Linked DNA regions of Sus scrofa: region 2 is linked to region 1. A link is a contact called in public Hi-C data. All regions are on one chromosome and are shown on one strand. Each heading gives the region's core, a stretch centred on a gene start, on an enhancer-like site or on the middle of the called end of the contact. The rest is flanking DNA. Distances are from core to core; before and after follow the strand shown.

What was found. Hi-C and Micro-C count contacts between places; a contact is called where the count stands out from the background.
Region 2: a Hi-C map of liver shows a contact between it and region 1, with 4 times the contacts expected there. The contact joins two enhancer-like sites. A contact is called at or near these places in 3 of 47 Hi-C or Micro-C datasets (liver and skeletal muscle).

Annotation. Positions count from the first base shown.
Region 1 is chr15:19,163,491-19,171,186 of Sscrofa11.1, reverse strand. The region is part of intron 6 of NCKAP5 (nck-associated protein 5); the gene reads right to left. Among named protein-coding and RNA genes, the nearest start is that of LYPD1, 360 kb to the left of the region's middle. Within about 2 kb of position 4,411, at least 1 of the 83 cell types and tissues checked has an H3K27ac peak or open chromatin away from gene starts, as enhancers often do. A contact at or near this core is called in liver, where this site is marked.
Region 2 is chr15:19,284,509-19,292,204 of Sscrofa11.1, reverse strand. NCKAP5 (nck-associated protein 5) reads right to left here. Exons shown (of 21, transcript XM_021075797.1): 8 at 5,435-5,503. Among named protein-coding and RNA genes, the nearest start is that of LYPD1, 230 kb to the left of the region's middle. Within about 2 kb of position 3,529, at least 4 of the 83 cell types and tissues checked have an H3K27ac peak or open chromatin away from gene starts, as enhancers often do. A contact at or near this core is called in liver, where this site is marked.

The DNA of each region.
Region 1 (7,696 bases), core at 3,162-5,661:
TTTGTGTAACACCTCAGAGTTAAACCAAACCACCTCGGTGAGTTCCCTAGTGTCTAGTGCTTAGGACTTGGGGCTTTCACCACTGCAGCCTGGGTTCAACCCTTGGTCTGACGTGGGAACTGAGAACCCACATCAAGCCAAAACAAAACAAAAGAAAACGAAATAAAAAAACAAAAACAAACAAAAAACAAACCACCTCATATATGCCATTTATATGCACACAGACATGGGGAAATATGCCAAATATTCTGGGCCATCTTTACAGGTAAGAAAACAGGCTCTAATAGATTACAAAGTGTCCTCTTAACAGTAAGTGGCAGAGCCAAGAAGTTAATTACAGTTGAGATTTTAAGCACCATGTGCTTTCCGCAGACCCAGTTGTTTCTTTGGGATTTTCCCATGCACTTATAGATTTATCTTAACTGCTAATTCTATGTGAGAATCTGTGATCTTTACCCAGTTGTGAACGAGGCTGCTGACAGCATCTCTCCCAAGGCTCCCAGGCCATCTCTCTGGGGATTGGGTGATATTATCAGAGATGGCAGGTCTGGCCTCAGATGACTATCGGCACAATAGGCTTAACAAACCACTGCCACTTCCATAGTTAATGACGATTCAATTATTTCAGAACATAGACACACACCGTACTACAAGCTAAATGGGAATGTAGAGGCCAGCTGTCTAGCTGACAGCTGCCCCAGTGAGCCCCATGGCTTCGGCTTCTGTGATTTATTTACTCTTTTGTCGTCTGGTGCTGGGGAGGGTACAGAGTATATATTGTCACTTTAGATAACACTCCGGCAAATACTGTAACAGAGTTCCCAGGGATTGGCAAGCAGCTTTTGTTCAGGACTAGCATACTAAATTTTAAAGGGTGGAAAAATAGCGTCAGATAAATCACCAGGTTTTAAAAGAACATCCCAATTGGTTCGCAGTTTAACGTTACCACTGTCAGGCAAAACATACAAAACTCTTCTTTTTCATCCCTGGATTTGACTTACAAAGTGAACTCAGCACACAGTAAAATCCCTAAGATTAAATGTGTATGATGGATAAGAGAACAGAGTGTCTTCTTTATGTCTCTAGTATGAACCACGACCACTGGCGTATCAATTGACATCTACTCTACATTATTCTTCCCGCAAAACACTCCTCAATATTGCCGACTAGCTCCCATATTGAAATGGCTCCGTGAAGGTACATTAATAAATTTTCAGATGATGCTTTTATTGCCTGTTCTATCTATCAGCAACATTTATTTTCTTTAAAAGAGAGTTCAATTCCAAAGACACTTTATGGGGAAACTACTGTGGAATAGGATGTTGTAGAAAAGTAAGCTGTCGTTTTCATTAAAGGTATGCTCCAGGTGGCTGGAGGTCTAAAAAAATTAACAACAGAAATTATGTCCTTGGAGCCTATAGATAGTTGTCTGAGTGTCTGAGTGAATAAAAACAAAAATAGTAAGCCTATGTTATCTGGATGGGGAATTTCAATGGTTAGTGGTTATACTTAAATGCTTAGACATCATTAAAAATTATTTATAAGTTAACATTAAAATTTGCATTCAAATTCAGTCTTTTCCTCTTTGACTTCTTCTCTCCATTCTATCTATCATTCTCATTTAATCAAAGAATTCATGCGATGGGGTGGAGGGAGACAGCCTCTAGAAGGAAGCTGTGGGTTAAGCAAAGTCCATCCCAAAATAAACAGATACTTCGGTCACTGAATTCCCTAGTGGTGGATGGGTACCTGTGTCACTGATGTCTTTTTTTTTGTTTGGTTTTTTTTTTTTTTGGCCACCTTGTAGTGCATGGAGTCCCCAGGCCTAAGATCAGATCTGAGCCACACCTGTAACCTATGCTGTAGCTACGGCAATGCCAGATCCTTTAATCTACCCACTGCTCCAGGGCTTGGAATCAAACCTGTACCCTGGCACTTCAGAGATGCCACAGATCCTGTTGTTCCATAGTGGAAACATCCACTGATGTCTTTAAGTATGTCTACGATAGCTGTATGTCTGAGATTCCTGGACAGAATTTTAACCAAAATTTTAGCAACTTAAAACTTTCTATCTCACTGTCCCCATAAATATACACTGTCAGATGACCAATGTATCCAAATTTCTGTTTCAGGAAATATGGTCAATATCTTATATGGTTTTTATTTTTAATGACTGCTGGCAGAAAAATATTTAAGTATCTTTTGAGTTTGTTAAACTGAGTTGAATTGGGAAATCTCTGCTATGAAAGAATTAAGTGTTCAAATGTAGTAGTAATAGTAGTAATAATAATAATAATAATAATCATATGGAGAAGCAAACTATTATTCCAAATTCAGTAAACAGACATTATATGCAGTTTACTAAGTCCCAGTTATACTGTAAGACTTTCAGGGGCCAGAATGCTTTATATATCACATCCATTACCACATGCTTGCACAACACAGAAGGCACTCAGTAGTGCCCAATGCTGGTAGTTATAACGATGCTAAATGAGGGATGACATCACCTTGATTTAGCTCTGATGACACTGTGCTCAAGCTCAATGCTGAGCTACTTAAATTTTCTTAAGTACTTTCACAGAAAACCATTTTTAGGCAAGTATTTTGCTATCAGAAACAAAGCAACGGACTGATAGGCTCTTTACATGAAAGGTAAAAGCACTGTTACACTGATTTCCACGCCAAAAAAATGAGATTTTGAGTGTTTATTCTTTAAGGGACACTCCTACCACATGCATCTCACACAGAAATCCATCAACTTTTAAGCCATTATAATGAAGGGTCTATCCTAAAATGCCCTGGGAATTTCTGGAGACTCACAGACACACTCCTAATCAAGATACTCAATTCCTCCCACCTTCCTCCTTCCTGAGTTACCTAAAAGAAAAGCTCTAATGAAGTGCATTAGTTGTACTTTTGAAAGTCAGAGATGGATTATCTAGCTAATTCTCTTGGGGGCTCATGTTAGAACAGAGAGAAGCTTTGCTTATTTGCACCTAAATGGAACTTAAGGATAAAGCAAGAATATTACATCTTTTTTCTAGTACAATTTACATAATACCCATTTTCTCTAGTCAGGCAAAACTCAATGCACAGCAGAGGGCCCAACTGTTTGAGGATTTGACAGAAGAAATTTCCCAGCAATATTGTCCTGGTGTGTTTTTTTGACATTAAAACTCTTATTTTTATCCCTAACCCCTGAACGCAGCAGAAAGCTATCACTTGAGGTGCTTCTTTGGCATTGAGTGGGATGTACATCCTGACAAGCCTTTCATAGCCACAGTGGGTGTATACAGACAAAGAGCTAGTTGGTGAAGACACCTATAACCCTGCCAGATGATTCATCTGGGTAAGAGAAGGAAGGAAATTCAGATAAAGTAGCAAGAAATAAGCATGATCTTAAGAGACAATTAGGAAGGTCAAATACATACACACATACACACACTCACTCATATATGAAAAGTCAGAATATATACATATATATGAGAAGCAATAATAACTGCACATCAAAAACTTATTTTCTTCAAGCAAAATCTCTGTACATTTAAAGAATGAATGAACTACCCAAGTTGTTCCTGAGACAAAAGGCTCTCCCAGACGTCTGCCACCTTAACCCAACAAAGAGTTTTCTAGGTCCCATCCAGGGTCATCTCAGTGTTCAGGAACTTTCTGTTGCCACTGGGAGGGAGGCAACTGAGCTGATTTCTTGTCCCAGGTATGCCACTCAAGGGCAGCCCAGCCTTGGTAAAGCCCCTTGGTTATCTGTGACATTGTTTCCTCATGTGCAAAATGAGGTGGCTGGGTATTGGAGCTAATTCTCCTCCTTCTGAGCACCTGAGACTTGCTAGCTATCTTATTAATCAGCACATAGCATTTGACCTTAAAGTGTCACACTGCAACTCCTTCCTCAGAACAACATGGATAATTGGGGCTGGCTACCTAGAAGACAGCAATATCACAACAAACTGCTGGTAGCTCTTCCTGCTATGGTGCAGTGGGTTAATCATCCGGCTTGTCTCTGTGGTTGTGCTTGTTCAATCCCTGGCCTGGCTCATTGGGTTAAGATCTAGTGTTGCTACAGCCATAGGTTGCAGCTCTGACTCGGATTTTACCCCTGATCTGAGAACTTCCACATGGGGAAGTGGGGGAAGGAAAAGGGGGAGCCAAAAAAACAAAACAAAACAAAAATAAAAAACAGCTGGTAGCCATGACCTACACTCTTGGCTATCTTGATAAAATACAAGGTGACCCAACCTCTTCCAAGAAGCCCTGATTTCTAAGATACAAGATGATTCCTTTATTTACTTTTGCTAAAAATCACTAAAAACCTTAGCCCTGAAGTAAACTGGCTGTAACTCTTGCTACACAGTAGGGATGCTGCCAGTTTTCTCAAAGTCCATCAAGCACAGTTGGCTTTGTGTAACAAGAATGATCCCAGATGTTGGCAAAAGAGTCAGAACTAATTATGGTTCAGACAAGTATGGAAACTCAGCTCCAAGTGGAAGGCTTTAACTTTGGGGCTAAGAGGGGTTTGAGGAATTCACTGTGAGGATCAGTCCTGGGACCTGGCTCCCCATATTCTCTGTCAAGTTTTCATTGTCCTTCAAGGCCCTGCCTTGCATTATGTCAAAGACAAAGTCTTAGTTTGGTAACTCTCTTGAAACTTGCTAATCCTTAAAACTTTAAAAAGGGAAAATAGGACTCAAGCTCACTTAACAGACAACACTAATTAGGGTGAGTTTAGAATTGCGTCTTTTTTTTCTTTGTGTCCATGGGTCCTTCCAAATTTTGCAAGTGAAATAATTTTCCATTTCCAGCAACACCTTCCTTTCAGCAGGGTTTTCATCAGTACTTCTGTCTGCTCAGACATGTCCACTAGTTCTCATTCCATCTAGTCTGTGGTCTCTGAACATGTTCCACCCTGTGCTCTAATCATTTTCCTGAGCAACTCACTGACCTGCCCACCTCTCCATGTCCTCATGGTCTCCCAAAGTCTTGACCAGCCTTCTGATCCCCCATTGCCTCCTCATCAATGTGCTCACTACCAACCCATGGACTGAATATGGCTGGGAGCAAGGTCTCCAGGGCTCTGAGAGACTTAGTAAATCCTCAAATATTAGGTGGCTTGTGATTGACTCAGTCAGGATCTGAACCCAAACTGCAGGTCTCTAAAAACTCAAAGCTTACCCATAATCCTCTGCTACACCTAATCAGACTTCCCATAATCCTCTGCTGCATCTCACCAGAATACCCATAATCCTCTCCTGCACCTCACCAGAACACCTATAATCCTCTGTTGTACCCCACCAGAATACCCTATAATCTTCTGTTTATGCGGGTATGCATAGAGTACCTAAAGAACAAAAGGACATTTCCATTTATCTGAATTTTAATGTCTTTCAAGGGCCAACTCAACTCCGACCTTCCCCAGAAGCTCAATGTGTTTCCTGAACATGAGGCAGCAGAATGGCTACTTTGAGGGAAAGATGGTGGTAGGCTACTGAAAACAAGACTTTGGCTGGAAGAACTGTTACCATGATGAGCACAAAAGGAAAAACATAACAGCTGAATCCAAAGCTTTGTAGTGCAGTGGTTTGCAACCCAGACTGCATGTTAGAATTGATCAGCAGAGATTGAAAAAATTCTCATGCCCAGTCCATACCCTAGATCAATGAAGTCAGAATCCCCCAGATGGAACTAGGACATCACAAATTTTTAAAATTCTCCAGATGAGTCTAAGGCATATCCAAATATGAGAACTACTACGGCAGAATATAATTAATACTACCCCTGCACGACTATAGGACTTGGAATCAAAAGACCATGTCCACTGTGCCCTGACACTGTATGACACTCATAAAGTCAGCTGCCTCTGTGGAACTCAGATTCTTCATCTGTAAAGTGAGGTTGTACTTTCTGCCCTTCCTATTTGGAAAGGTTCATATGAGGATCAAATGAGATGGTGTTGTGAAAGTGTCAGTTGTACATATTAATTATTATTGTGGCAATCTTTGCTACTGATCCTCCAATGGTAAAGTTCAAATGCTCAGGAGAGAAGAGGTAATAAAAATGCATAGAGAAGAAAAAGTCCAATAATAGTTGGATTAGAAAAATTAAACATGATGAATCCAGAGATATACAGCCTAATTCATATCTTAAGGATATATTTACAAGTTGTTTTATAAATGAAATTTTGAAAGTTTGTAGGAGAACACTTGCAAAAGAACTGCGTTCAGATCATCACTTATAATTACAGTGGAAGCTTACTAATTCAGACTAAGGTATAGGCTTGGCTTTAATGGGGTGAAATGAATTCCCTGTGCTACTTTATTAACTTAGTGTAGACACAATTTATTGGGGTGTGGTGGCAAATCTACTAAACAACACATTTGGAAAAACATATTTTGATCAATTTACAAAACAACTGAATCATCATGAATTACTATAGCTATCTGGCTATTCATTTAAACAGATAGGGGAAGAATATAAGCTGTCATAAGACCCCAAAATGGGCTTGCTCCAAAAGTTTCTTTGAACTTTTTTTTCTTTTTATGGCTGCGCCTGCAGTGCATGAAAGTCCTTGGGCTAGAGGTCAAATCAGAGCTGCAGCTACCAGCCTAACCACATCTATGGCAACACTGGATCTGTGCCACATCTGCAAACTACACTGCGGATTGCAGTAATGCTGAAACCTTAACCCACTAAGCAGGGCTAACAATTGAACCTGCATCCTTATGGAGATAACATTAGGTCCTTAACCCACTGAGCTACAATAGGAATTCCCTTTGAAACTATTAGCTTGACACCTGGTGCACTTCCCAGAGGTCATGAAGTAAATGGCACTAGTGTAGCATACCAGGCCCTCACCAGTTTTCTTAGGACAGTACCAGCCTGAGGTCTGGGTCCTGAGGGTATGAGGAAAGAAGGACAAAGAGGCTTCTATCTCCTTTTGTATATGCATATGGTGCTTGACAAACCACAGAAATTATAGTTGCAATTTCTAATTTGCTTTGGCTGGCTTTCTCTTTCCTTCTGTATCCCTATGCTTCTTCCTAATACCTCATACCCCTGGCACCCCTGTCCAAAGTGAAGTCTCAGCAAGACTCAATAAACATAGAGGATTATAAGAACTGAAATTATTTTAGGAAAATTATTTTCCTGTCTCTGTCCCTTCCAAATCCACAGTCCTAAATTCCATTTTTCTGAAATGAATTTGTTGAGCAAAGTCTGCAGATTTAACTGGTTGACACTAACCTGTGAATGATCTTGCCTTATGTATTTATCTGGATTCTGTATTTACTACATAGAGTGATGCTTTAATGGATGGAATTTCAGATAAACACATCTAAGTGAGAGAATATTGGTAGACTGGGTTTGGGGAATAAGATGACATGATGGGAGAAGATACCATCAAAAAGGCCAGTCCTGTCAGGGGTCCTGACCTTGGGTTTAGCCTCCCTGAAATGTTCACATATCTCATAGTTTCATCATTTTCTCCAATTCTGAACCTGTAGGATTTTAGCAGTTTCTGTGTTTCTAGCCACTAGAGTAGGCTAGAGTGAAATGGGTTAAGAGGAAGCATTTGGCTATATGGAGAGAAAGAACAGAAAAGCAGATAGATAAGGCTATATGTTTAATAAAAATAGCAACCATTTTTTGAAGACAACGTGTATTATGTACATTATCATGTACTATT
Region 2 (7,696 bases), core at 2,280-4,779, 120 kb before region 1:
TGATTTGATTTTTTATTTTGTAACCTTTTTAAAAATTTAAGTATAGTTAATTCACAATCTTGTGTTGGTTTCAGGTGTATAGCAAAGTGATTCAGTTATACACACACACACACACACACACACACACACACACACACATTCTTTTTCACATTCTTTCTCCTTATAGGTTATTGCAAAATACTGAATACAGTTCCCTGTACTATGCAGTAGGTCCTTGTTGTTTATGTATTTTATATATAGCAATGTATATATGTTAATCCCAAACTCCTAATTTATCTACCTCCCCTTTTTCCCCTTTGGTAACCATAAGTTTGTTTTCTATGTCTTGTAAGTATATTTCTCTTTTGTAAATAAGTTTATTTATATCACTTTTTAAGCTTCCACATATAAGTTATGTCATATATTTATCTTTCTCTGTCTGACTTACTTCACCTGGTATGATAATCTCTAGTTGCATCCATTTTGCTGCAAATGGCATTATTTTGTTCTTTTTTATGACTGAGTAGTACTCCATTGTATATATGTACCACATCTTAATTCATTCACCTGTTGATGGACACTTAGGTTGCTTCCATATCCTAGTTACTATAAATATTGCTGCTATGAAGACTGGGGTGCATGTATCTTTTTGGATTCAAGCAAGACATTGACTTTGAAGATGACTTAGGTCCCAGATATGATAATGATATCTGACAATGACTCCACAATCCAGTCTTGGCATATAGCATGGGAATCAGAAAGAAAAGTAAGAATGTTCTTAACCTGCCTTTGCCTTTAGTTAGCCTTGGTTTAAAAGAAATTCTAATTTCTTTTTTTATTTTCTGAACTCCACCAGAGGTCTGCTTTTCCTGACCCTTGTGCTCTGAAGTGCAGAGCATGGGTAAGTAAGAACAGGACTATGGCACCCTGGTTGACTACAAACACTGGTCCAACCCAATGGTTGGACAAGGAGGCAGGTAATCCAACTTCTGTGTGCAAAAGCTTTGCCTGGGAAGTTGTTCAAATTGCCAACTTTCTCATCCCTCATTCTTGTTAAGAAGGGCTGAGTGAGACATAGGAAAAAAAAAAGAAAAAACTTGTGGTTCCCAGAGGGGATAGTGGGGAGGAGGGGGAGATAAATTAGGAGGTTGGGATTAACATATACACACTACTATATATCAAATAGATAACCAACAAGGACCTGTTGTATAGCACAGGGAATTATACTTCAATATCTTGTAATAACTTACAATAGAAAAATTCTGAAAAATTATATATATAGTATGTATGTATATACACACATATATACACTTTGCTGTTCACCTGAAATTAACATATTATTGTAAATTAACTATTCTTCAATTTAAAAATGGGGCTGAGTGAGGTCTGAAAACTGCATTTTTTGCAATCATGATACATCTTTCTGATGCAGAAGAGAACTAGAAAATACACTGGGATAAAGTTTGTTTTTTGCTCAGATGCTGGTTAAGAACAGGAAATAACCCTACATTTCCACATGGGTCCATATGGCTTTTTTATCACAACCAGTTTGGTGGAGCTTTCATCCTCTTATGGATTCTTCCTGGAAATGGTCTCTAAAGAATAGCATTCAGAGATGTAAGGGTAGTGGTTCTTAATCTTGGCTGAATATCCTAACCCCCTGGAGTGCTTTAAAAACTCCTAACACTCAGGCTCCACTTTAGGGCAGAATCTATGGAGGAGGGGGTGCCAGCCAGTGGTCTGTTCAAAGCTCCCCGGCTAAGTCCAATGTGCTGGTAAGTATGAGAACCATTTACCTCTCTAGTCTCAGACTTCACCTGCTCCAGCTCCATCTGCTAACAATGCCCTTTCAGTTCTGCCTCTTTACCACCTACCCACCACTCTTCCAGCCCTTTGGTGACTCTACTATATGTTCTCCAAATCCCCAGGGTAACCTCTTTCCTCTGAGTTTCCCTGACCTCCTTCCTCTGAGATTAACCTCACCCTCACTTCTGCTGCTAGGCTGGGGACACCCTAAGATCCCAGGGTCTGGGTGAGGTTGACACACAATAAAGGTTTGGAGGACACACGAAATCCATCTAAAAGCAAGGCAGTGGCTTGAGGAGATGTTATTTTCATGATTTTATTTTATTTTAATTTAATTTTATTTCTATGGCCCCACTTGCAGCATATGGAAGTTACCAGGCCAGAGGTCGAATTGGAGCTGCAGCTGTCAGCCTCCACCAAAGCCATGGCAATACTGGATCTGAGCTGCATATGAGACCTACTCCACGGCTTGTGGCAACACATCCTTAACCCACTGAGCAAGGCTGGGGATCGAACCTGCATCCTCACAGACACTATGTTGGGTTCTTAACCCACTGAGCCACAATAGGAACTCCTATTTTACTGATTTTAATGTGTCATTATGCTTCTCACACGGGAATAAGTTGTCTTAAAGGAACTGGCCATGGCGATGCTGAGAATTAAATAGCACTTCACTGCTTGCAAGCAAACTCTCAAACAGCTGGACAAAGAGTTAGATTCAAACATGAAAACTTTCAATCCCCCAAACAAAATCAAGATTGGTCCTTGGCTTTGCTTTTGCACTGCAAAGAGAGGAGAGGAGGAGTTGGGTAGCAGTAGAGGTAGTGGTGAAATGGCAAAGTGTGTGCCTGCATTTGTGTGTGTGTGTGTGTGTCTAGGGATGTGCATCTGTTTCTTCTAAATAAACACACACAGAAACTTGAATCTCTAACGCCGAAGTCTTTCCCCAAATCCTCCATATAGTCTCCATTTCCAAGCAAAAAATAAGCAGTGCAAAAGGAGTTGAAGAACACTTTAAATTTACATTTTATCTACCTGTGCATATTTTATAAAACCCACTAGCAAGGAAATAACTTACATGAGGCCGTACCTTGTTAGTTTGTCTAATTAGTATAAAAAGCTTTGAAAAGAATTTCCATTTGGCATTATTACTACATTCAACTACCCCTTTGAGAGTGTTCTCTTACAAGGCATGGAAATGGATTGTCTACCCTCATGCAATTAGTTACACAACAACTGGCATGTGTAATCAGGGGCCAGGATTCATGAATACAAAACATTTGTACTGCTCAGAGATGGTTCTTTGTTGCAAATCACTTCCTTGGCAACAGTTAATTTTTGCAATTAAGAACAGAGGGATTCTCCCTCTGAAAATTCTGTCTTCAGTGGAAACTTTACACTAAATGATTTTGTAGGTGAAAACTTAGGTTTTGACGGGCACATTCTGACGAAATCTTCAGGATGCGAGCCTAAGGGACATACGGAAAACAAACTGTGAGTTTCCATAGAAACCCTAGGGATTTTCGACTAATGGGGAGGGGTGACTTGTGGGGAAATTGTGACAAATAAGAAAATTCTGTGATGTGATTCTCATATTTTGACTTCTGAGTATGAAAGAAGTCTCACTGAAAATCTCTGTGCAGGAGGTTAAAGTGAAACTTTGCTGGTCAATACACATGAACTGAGGGCAGTATTTGTTGCTTTAAATATCCTTGGATCTATTTGGTCTTTCCTGCCCTAAACTTTGATCGGACCAAGAGCCTGGGGAACAGGGGTGAGAGGAGCTGAACTGGCTCCACTAGACCCTGAGTCATCACTCACCCTTTTATGACAACTTACTTTTGCGATTCTTTTAACTTTTGACATTATAAAAATTATTCTGAGTTCCTTTAAGTCCTGACAGGCTGAGGACTGCAAACACCCTTTTGCTCAAGTGACTAATCGACATGGCTGGAAATAGTAAACAATTAAAATATCAAATAGCTTAATGATTTTTCTGGGGACTTTTTGAGGGCTCTTCAACAAATACCTGTGATGCAAAGTGGTCCGTGTTGTAAGGATAAAGCTCTCACACTGTAGGGTTCGACAGCATCACCCAGAGAGCTTGCTGACATACAGATAGCCAGGCCCACTTCCACCTGCAGAGTGTCCGGTTCTCTATGGCTGGGGGCGGGGCCTAAGAATGTGCATTTCTAACAAGTTCCCAGATGAGGCGGATACTGCTAGTCTGGGGAGCACATTTCCAGAAGCGCAGGTGTAGGAAAATCAAGCCCATGTGGAAATCTGAGGAGAGACACCACTTCTAGTTACAAAGGAGGAGAGAAGTATATACACTGGAGGTGATGATACCATAACTCAGATCTGAGCCTGTGTCCTTTAACCCGTCGCCTTCTAGGACAGTCTGGCAGAGGGGTTATCAGGGGGAGGGAAGGGGTAAGGGCGCTTACTGGAAAAGGTTTCCGCAACTGTTATCCAGGAGGAAAAGACTGAAGAAATATTGCTACTTTCTACTGATAAGGTAGTGAAATTCCATGAAATGTAGTTTTGCTTAGTTTCTTAAAATCTTTGTTGACTGTATTAGAACCACTCTCAAACTGAATCTCCTACAAGAATATATGTAAGCTTTAGGATATTGGACAAATGATTAGAAAAGTCATTCCATTAGGAGTTCCCATTGTGGCTTGGGGGTAAGAACCCAACTAGTATCCATGAGAACTCAGATTTGATCCCTAGCCTCACTAAGTGGGTTAAGAATCCAGTGTTGCCGTGTGATAGGTTGCAGTCAAGGCTTGGATCCCATGTTGTTATGGCTGTGGTGTAGGCTGGCAGCTGCAGCTCCAATTTGACCCCTAGCCTGGGAATTTCCATATGCTGCAGCTGTGGCCCTAAAAAGCAAAAAAAAAAAAAAAAAAAAAGTCATCCCATTAAATGAATAACTTTAACCACCAATCAAGTCCCAGATGAGGGTTGGGGAGGCTAATGGCCAGTCCTGGCTGGATGATACAGTAAAGGATGGATGGTCCCCCTGACAGTGTGGGAAGGCACTGCACACACTTCAATTTTCCCCTTGCCTCTCAGATACCCACCATCTCTGCCTTCATCTCTTCATTCTTATCAAATAATACTTCTCCAGTTGACTCAAGCACATGGCCCTGTTTCCTTCCATCCTGCTCACATTTTCTTCCTCACCTCCCTCTCTCTTCTTGGCTTTGAAATCTACTGATTTTTTTTACCCCTCTGTCTGCCAACTGTGAACTTCGTTCCCGCCCACTCTTTCAAGGATTTGCTTTTTCAGAAATGGTATCCAATGGGAGATGCAGCATGCCCCAGGGCAGCTTTTCTCACTCCCAGGCTGAGATCACACTGGCTGGACAGAAGGAATTTATCATACAGTGAAGCATGGCCCAATCTGTGCCCCATGAATATTAAACAATAAGCAAAAGGAATTTGCAGATGCTGTCTAAGAATGTAAAGAGGGAGGAGGAGGAGAGTGACTGATCTTCCTCCTCAGTATCCCCTGTTTACAACCTTCCTTTGGAGGAGAAAATGCCAGTGTTCTCTGGAACTTGTAACAGACATATATTAAGATCAGACTAAGGCACTCCTAAAGAGTCCAGCCTCTAAGGCAGAACCTCTCCACTCCCCTTACCTCATCAAGACACCTCTCATACTGTTCCCTTTGATTTTCATTTTCCAAAGCCAACGCTGAATTCTCTGCCTGCAGTAAAGATACAAAAATAACACACATAAATCAATGAAATGTTGTGTTATATGACAACTTCTTCAATACAGTTACTAAATAGATCTCCTTAGGATCCAAAACCATCTTGTAGAAGAATCTTTGATGAATTTGCTCTGAGGACTATTATAAATCTCTCAGGGATGACTTCTGTCTTATCAACCTGTTCACCAAAAGACAGTATCATTTAAAGAAATGCAAAAATTTGATATTCTGAACAGGTAGAAAATCAAATCATGGCCTGATGTGAAAGTGTTCGGTAAAAAGATTACAATGTTTAGTTCATTCTATGAAAATGTAATGCCTTAATCCACTTCATTCAGACCTGTCACAGATTCATAACCTGGAATTGTTTTTGGTTAGGGAAGAGAGTCTCAGGTAAATTCAAAAACACATAATCCCCAATGCAAACTAAACATATTGTTTTCCTGGTTCATCAATTACTTTTAAATATGAGACTATAATGAGAAATTTACAAAGTGAACTATACTTAAGAGTCCCTCTACCCTCCCCCACTTTTTCTTCTTTTGGCCACACCCGCCAAGACATATGGAAGTTCCTGGCCCTGGAATTGAACCTGCGCCACAGCAGCAACTCAAGCTGTGGCAGTGATAATGACAGATCCTTAACCCAATGAGCCATAAGGGAACTCCCCCCTCGATTTAAAAAAGTACTGCTTTCCTGCTCTTCAGAGTCCTGTGAAATATCCTTTAATTTGGGTTTCTTTCAAGTTTCATCCTGCACACTTGGCAGTAACAGCACAGAAATGATGTTGGGTCCTTCTCTGTGCATCACATGACAATGGTATGATGTCCATGTGTCCCATACTGGACATGTTAACTCTGATCACTCAGTTAAGGTAGGCTTTGCAAATCCCTCCACTGTAAAGAAAATCTCCTGTGCCTCATTGAACTTCACATCTACTTATTTTAGTGATTATCAAGAGCCTTGCCTGAATCAATAATTACTTTGGTTGAAAATGGTGATTTCTACCATTTTTCTACCTACATTTACAAGTCTGCATGATATCAATAAGGAAGTATATTTCCCACTTATTTATCAGTATAGATACATGGATTCTTTTATTATTCATTGGGTGATCAGTCATTGCTGCCAATATTTATTTTGATACTCATATTTTCTCCCCTTGGGGAAGGTGCAATCCCTTAAGGTGTGACCTTTGACATATTTTCTGCATTTAAAAACATGCTCTTTCAAAGACAAATACCATATGATATCACTCATATCTGGTATCTAATATACAGCCCAAATGAACCTTTCCATAGAAAAGAAAACCACGGACTTGGAGAATAGACTTGTGGTTGCCCGGGGTGAGGGGGAGGGAGTGGGAGGGATTGGGAGCTTGGGGTCAACGGATGCAACTATTGCTCATGGAATGGATTTACAGTGCAATTCTGCTGTGTAGCATTGAGAACTGTGTCTAGATACAACACAGCACAACGGAGGAAAATATTATGTATACATGCATGTGTAACTGGGTTCCCATGCTGTACAGTGGAAAAAAAGAAGTGCGTTGGGGGAAATAACAATAAAAAATAAATTTAAAAAAATGCTCTTTCTTGTTTGGGACAGAAAACGTTCCATGTCCATTATGCTTGTTTATTGCCTCAATCCTGAAATCAGTCATCTCTTGCATGGAATCTTCCTTCATTTTAGCTGGGGAGGATATTTGGAAACTAAGATCTGGGTATTAACACGTGCCAATTACTACTGAGAAATCAATGCTTCTAGTCCCTTTCAGTGGTAGGAAGAAGTTCTCATTCACACACACACACAGACACACACAGACAGACAGACAGACAGACAGACAGACAGACACACACACACACACACACAATTTGCTCCCTGCTGTCATCTTTTCATATTTGTATCTTCCTTTTCCTATAAGGAGAGTATGGATTTCTGGCATCATATTTACTCATTTCTTCAATCCTACTGTGCACACAATGTTGCCACATGACAAAAAACAGCACTAAGAAGAATTCACACATTGTTTTTCATTTAGAATGCAGGTATACTGTAAAAATACTATGTTCAAAAGATACTAGACTGGCTCTTCCCAACCCCTCACACTTTAGCATGTTATGTTATGTATTTGTATTTGAAATTCTGTTCATTTGTTTCTGATAGGATTCAAATTTAATTTCTCCT